2 separate regions of the Delphinus delphis genome follow, and region 2 is linked to region 1. Evidence: chromatin contacts called from public Hi-C data. All regions are on one chromosome and are shown on one strand. Each heading gives the region's core, a stretch centred on a gene start, on an enhancer-like site or on the middle of the called end of the contact. The rest is flanking DNA. Distances are from core to core; before and after follow the strand shown.

Region 1 (3,388 bases), core at 130-2,629:
TTCTTCAGAGCCATCTGAGAAGCTAATTCCCGGACTATAGTCCTTAGTAAGGTTCCCCAAATAAAACATAACTGTCAACTTTAGGTTGTTCATTTTTTAAAGTCAACATACAGGGGTGGACCCCGAAAAATTAGGATCGCTAAGACAAAGAGCATTGCTCACCACCCATTTCCACAAGAGTTCAGTTGTAACCCACCGCAGTTGCTGACTGACAGTAGGACTCTTAGAGGAATTTAAGGTGAACACAGAATGAGGCATCTGTGCTTTGGACGCACACGAACAGGCAGGTCCCACAGATAGTTAGATGTATATCTCAGGAAGAATTTTAATGACCCTAGATTCTTGCATGTTCCCATACACAGAAAAGCTGAAAAGATTAACTGGAGACATCTGTTCTTTACGATTAGTAGTAATCTTACCAAGATATATGCTTGACTTCAGGTATGCCCTGGCCAAAAATCATGTATAAACTGGCTTCTCCCCTACCTCTACCAAGTAGTCGCCACAGTTTACTGAGTGGCTGTCTCCCAGGCTTTAGTCCTCAGAAAGATCCCGAATAAAACTTAAACGCACAACTCATGTTATGCATCTTTCTTTAAGTCTTTCCCCACACCTTTAAAAACAATTTACTGGACCCAGGTGGTCCAGCCGTTAGAACTCCAGGCTTTCACTGACGAGGGCCTGAGTTTGATCCCTGGTTGGGTAACTCAGATCCCACAAGCCCTGTGACACAGCCAACTCCCACCACCAAAAAAAAAAAAAAATCAATTTACTTATTTGACTTCACACTCCAGTTATCTTAATTTACATATTCCAAATCTTACATCAGATCTTTAGAAACAATCAAGATGGGTGCCACACTGGCCACTGTGACTCCATGTTGGGTTTCCCTATTTATAACAAATCAGAGGTTCTATTCTAAATTCTATGAGCAGGAATCACAATATAACGTCACATCACAGGGTAGCTTTCTCTATGGAAATAAGAAACCGTATTCTGGTGAACTCCCGCCTCCAAACATCGGCTTCCTCGGTTCGGCAGAATTTTTTTCCTAAGCTTTCAGGCACTGCACAAGAGACGGCGATCACGTGCCAGTCAGCGCCCCGTGTTGCTCAGGAGCCCAACGCGATCCAAACCGGAAGTGGTCCTTGAAAATTACTTTCCCGGGAAACTTGTATTTGAAAAACAATGCCATTCTAATTCGCTTTTTCCTAAAGTAAACTCACGGAGATAGAGTCAAACTCTCGCTGTCAGCACAGAGAACAACGCTCTCCTCCGGAGAAACTTTCACTCCTGCAGCGGTGAAAGCCTAGGGGAACCAAGACGTGGAGGGCACCGGTTCTCCGGCGGGCGCTACTCCTGCACGGACCAGTCCCCCAGCGGGGTTGCTGTGGAGACCGAGCCAGCTTTGTGGATGCCGAGGCGCGCTGAGGCCCGGCCTTCTGTTTGTCTGCAGAGGGGATTCATAAGACTGACGCCAAGATGGTTAGTGGCTTTGAACAGTGAGGGAGAACTCTGAGTAGGTCCTGGGACTGGAGATTAGAGGTTCCAGACATAATTCTGGGTTAAATCTAGGATTGTCAGCAGAGGATGGTGTCTGTGCCCTCCCCGTGTTCCCACGGGGGACAGGGATGCAGTTGTAAATACATCGTTGCTTTCTTCCCTCCTGCTTCTCCATTTCCCCACTCCTGAGCTGCGCGTGGGCTGGAAAGCGGACCGAGGGAAGGCTGAGATGACAGCAGCTGCGCGAAAGCATCTCTTACCTCACTCTAATTGGGGGAGATAAAGAACTAGGGAGTAGCAGTTTCGTTAGCTCAAACACAGGGTGATGGCCCTTTTAGTAAAATAACATGTTACAGAAAGAATTTGAATACGCTTACCTGGGGTTCGTTGTTACGGATTTGACTTATAAATCCTGGAGCCGTCACTCTCAGTTTAATATTGACCATCGGAATGGGATCATACAGCTGTCTTTGTTGTTTCTTTCACAGATGCTTTCAAGGGCCAAACCTGCTGTAGGCAGGGACCTACCGCATACTGACAAAAGAAAGAAGAAAGGTAGGAAGATTCCAAAACTAGAGGAGCTACTTTCACAAAGAGATTTCACTGGAGCTATTACCCTGTTGGAGGTAATGTCCAAAGAAGGTTGCTTCTTAGGAGGTGAAAAACCAGAATATAGAGGAATGCATGGGTGAATGCTGGTTGCTATGCTGTTGGAACAGGTGGGTGCCTTCTGGGACTTTCTGTAAATCTTGTCAGGCCCAGATTCCAGATTCCAAGTTAACTATAAACCTGATTAAAGGTGAACTAAAATGATAGACTTATTTCTCGAGGGACAGTTTTAATTATATCTAGTCCCACTGATGATGAATCCAGCCTAAAAATGTAGAGAGACATTTAATACAGTGTCAGTTCACATGTTGTTCATTCCACCCCCTGACCAATTTATGGTTTATTCCTATTATATGTTGTAACATTCTGATCAAATTTAAATAATTCTACCATGTTGCATGCTTATTGTCTAAAAATACTGTATCTTCAGAAGATATTTCAAATCTCTATGGCAGTAGTTCTCAACTTTTAATATGCATCAGAATTAGGGTACTTATTAAAATGTACATTCCTGGACTCCTGCCCTAGGGATTCTGATTCTTTACAGAATCAGCCTACAGTGGTTCTCAGGAACCCGTATTTTGGGCAAGTAGCCTAAGTGCTTCTGATGTAGATGTTCCAAAGATGCTGCACTTTGGGAAACGGCTTTCTGGGAAGCATATGTTATAAAAGAATGAAAGGGTACACCAAAGAATGAAGAGATGAAGAGTTTTGACAGCACAGCCTGGCTGTGTTGTTCCATAATCATTTCTCTAAAGCACTACAACAGCCTTATTACTCTATCAACAATAAGTGTTTTAATTAGCTTTATGTATCTTTCTCAGTCTTTCACGTATAGTCCTGTGTTTCTTGCCAGTGCTCTGGTATTGAGCACATTGCTTAACTCTTCTGGCATCAGCTTTCTCATCTTTAAAGTGGGGGAGTTGACTTGGAAGGACCATCTAGCTCTGTAAATCAGTGGACTGAGTGGTAGATGCATGTGTAATTTTTGTCAGTCTGTTTTCTCTTCTCTCTTTTCTTTGAGGCAGTGACCACACTTTCCTTACTGTGTAATCCCACGCTGCCTGTAAGTTGTCAGGGAGGTTCTGCGCTACGCTTTCATTCTTAGGTAGCCAAAGTGCCATGATGGATGGGAATGGGAACTGCCGTGGTTTAGGATGAGGAGGTGTCGTGAGCTCTCCTGTGGCTCCAGGGAATTCCTGGGGCAAATTCAGGGAGACCTCAAATAAGAATTTTTTCAGACTTAAGGCACTGTACTCAAATTCACAGTATTTGG
Region 2 (3,361 bases), core at 462-2,961, 150 kb after region 1:
CCCCATGAACCACAACTACTGAGCCCGTGTGCCATAACTACTGAGCCTGCACTCTAGAGCCTGCGAGCCACAACTACTGAGCCCACGAGCCACAACTACTGAAGCCCACGCGCCTAGAGCCCGTGCTCCACAAGAAAAGCCACCGCAATGAAAGCCCGCGCACCGCAACGAAGAGTAGCCTCCGCTCGCCGCAACTAGAGAAAGACCGCATGCAGCAACAAAGACGCAATGCAGCCAAAACCAAATAAAATTAATTAAATAAATCTATTTAAAAAATGTGGAGAGGAAGACAGAGAAGTTCGGCTACACTGAGCAGAAGGTGAGAGGAGATGAAGGTTAAGACACAGGCAAGGGTCAATTTAGGTAGGGTCCAGTGGTCTGAAATTTACCTTACGGGCAACGGGGAGCCACTGCGAGATTTTAAGCAAGGGGTTAGTCCGCTGAGACTCAGAAGTGACTTGTCCAATTTATTCAAATAGGAAAAGAAACAGAAAATTAACTCCTAATTGTTTATAATTAACTAATTCCTAGTGAATTAACTAATTCTAATTCCCTGCTATCCCATGTTTACCACTAACCTGCCAATTCAGAAGGCAAGATAACCGTTTCTAACTGGCCACTTGCTCTGCGGAAATGGCCTGTGTTTCAACCGGAAATAAAATGACCGCTACGCACGCCCCCTAATGGCAGGATGCAGCCAAGCCAAGTCCGGAAAGCCGCAACACCGGAAGGGGCCGGCTGTTTCCGGTGAAAACCCAACGAAACACAAGCTCAGCGGGCGAATCTGGGAGATTCGGCTAGCGTGCCCAGTGCACTCGGCTCCGCGACGTCGTATGCGCGCTTTTGCGCAGGCGCAGCAGCTACCGCGTAGGAAACGCGTACGCAAAACCGTGCGCGTGCCCGATCTCCGTCCGGCGCATCGGTGCTGCTTCGAGGGTAAAACCTTTGGAGCTGTGAGGCGGATATTTGTTCTCTTAACTACAACTCCCAGCATGCCTCGCACCTCATTAATGGTACTAAGTGTAGTTTCCTAGGATAGGTTAAAAAGAAGCTGAGATGACGATGACGTACCAAGGAGGAAAAAAATTGAATACGCTGTTTGAGCACATTATTCACCGAAGCCCCAGTGGCCTAATGGATAAGGCATTGGCCTCCTAAGCCAGGGATTGTGGGTTCGAGTCCCATCTGGGGTGACTATACTTTTGCCTTTAAAATAATAAAACTTTTTACCTTTCCTCCTTCTTAAACAATTATAGCGAAAAATACTAACTTAATTTTACTCTTTAAAGATGGAAAATGTATGCGTGGTTTTTCTAGGTGTGAGGCTACAGTTTGCGAGAATCAACATACTCCCATTCCCTTCTTGTGAGCCGTAACCCCATTAAGATTTCTGCTAAGTCAGTACGTTGAATTTTGACATCCCCTCTAGACATAAAATCTTCTCAAAGTTTTCTACTTCAAATTGACACCCACTTCCGACATGCCCTCATTTTCTTCAGAGTCAATGGTCTGTCACCGAATGGCGTCTGAAATGACGCAGTCAGGAAAGGAACTAGGACCTTCTTTTCCCTTGCCCGGCCTGTCTCCAGGCTCTTCAGTTACACTCGGCTTTCGTTTGCTTTTGTCTTAACACCTTAGGACGCCGCTCGGTGTTCGATTAATAACGCTCCGCAAAGAAGGGAAGTGAGACATTCCACTGTCCTGCAGTCGATAGGGGGAGCCGGCAGTCTGGTTCCGACCGTACCATTAAGCGGCTGAGCAAGGGGGTGGTGAGGGAGTAAGAGGGGAGTAGGGCGCCGTCCCGCGCCAAGCTCGGACGACGGGAAAATGGCGGCCTTGGGGTCACCGCTGCGTACTTGGCGAGGCCTTCTCCGAGAGTTGCGCTACTTGAACGCGGCCGCAGGCCGACCCTATCGCCACACCCCGGCCTATCGGTACCTCGTGAAGGCTTTCCGTGCACATCGGGTACGGAAGCCCGTGTCCGGGGGCTCCAGCGTCCCTTTCCCGGGAAGGGAGGGAGAGTCGGGTCTGGGCAGGGTGGAGCGCGCCTGGCCTTAGCCCTCATTTCTGAGGCTCTGGTTCCCTCCAAACAGATCGAGGACCGGCGGGAAGGCAAAGTCATCCTGGGGTGGAGCCGTCCCTGAGGATTTCATTGGCTGTCTTTGGCCTGTGTGGAGGGGAAAGTGAGAAGGAAGTGAAATGGCGGAAATAGAGAGGGACAAGAAAAAAGATGTCCTTGGTGGAGAGTGTAGAGTCCCAGGCCACAGCATCTACCCAACACTCTCCTTCCCGGAGGAGAGCTATTCTAGGAACCGGTTTTTGATGCAGAGAGGAAATATTGGGCGCTTCTTGAAGAGCAGGACTACGCCGCTTCGGGGAATGGTGCCTTGCAGAGCTGAACTAGAAACCTCTAATGAGGTGGTACTGTGAGTTACAACATTAACGCGATATGTGACCAGACAACAGTTTTTCCGCCTGTAGTAGATAAATATGTACATATGGGAGGCCGTCATTCTTGGAAAATCCCTTTGTGAAATCCGCACTCCTTCTACCCCTTAGGCAAGATCGGATGGAAGATAGTTTCTTTCTTCAAAAGGGGCAACTGAGGCTCGGGGACAGTTGACCTGTACAAGCACATGTATAGGAACAGCTAGGCTCTAGGTTACTTGGTTCCCAAATAAGAGTCTTCCATTTAATTGCTGACTCTAGAGTTCCTGATCTGGCTTGGAAAGACGTTGCAGCCTTTCTCAGAAATATAAATTGGAGAGTCAGCTTGGGCTTTAGCAAAGGAAACTTAGCGTCTTTTGAGCAGTGTGGGAAAGGGGAGAACCGTCATCCTAACTCTTGATTTTCTGAACCATGGAAGTTAGAATGCAAAATGTTAGAACTAAACTTCAACTAATTTTTTAATTTTTTTTTTTTGCGGTATGCGGGCCTCTCACTGCTGTGGCCCTTCCCGCCGCGGAGCACAGGCCCTGGACGCGCAGGCCCAGCGGCCATGGCTCACGGGCCCAGCCGCTCCGCGGCATGTGGGATCTTCCCGGACCGGGGCACGAACCCGTAGCCCCTCCATCAGCAGGCGGATTCTCAACCACTGCGCCACCAGGGAAGCCCTCAACTAATTTTTAAAAGGTCACAATATTAGGGACTGTTAGGAACTTGGCTAACAACGACGAATAAGAGCCACATGGGTGCTGTCTTTTAAGAAGCTTACAATCCACCCGAGGAGCCATATAACCAAGGACTTAGAATAAACAAGTGCTAAGGGAGTAAATAGACAACAGGGGTCCTGGCATACAGAAGGGGTAGGCTTTCAGGAGGAAATTCATTAACCAGGGACTTGAAGAATAAATTCGAGTTA

Evidence for each region. A called contact is a pair of places that touch in the nucleus more often than the background predicts.
Region 2: a contact with region 1 is called in a Hi-C map of muscle, with 5 times the contacts expected there. The contact joins the promoter of LOC132431236 here to the promoter of IFT56 in region 1. A contact is called at or near these places in 2 of 3 Hi-C or Micro-C datasets (lung and muscle).

Annotation. Positions count from the first base shown.
Region 1 is chr9:92,685,123-92,688,510 of mDelDel1.2, forward strand. It overlaps IFT56 (intraflagellar transport 56), which reads left to right and starts at 1,380. Exons shown (of 18, transcript XM_060020970.1): 1 at 1,380-1,485; 2 at 1,992-2,129. The coding sequence starts at 1,483.
Region 2 is chr9:92,831,947-92,835,307 of mDelDel1.2, forward strand. LOC132431236 (putative RNA-binding protein Luc7-like 2) reads left to right here and starts at 1,712. Exons shown (of 11, transcript XM_069541025.1): 1 at 1,712-1,965. The coding sequence starts at 1,828. It overlaps TRNAR-CCU (transfer RNA arginine (anticodon CCU)), which reads left to right and starts at 1,121; the gene lies at 1,121-1,193.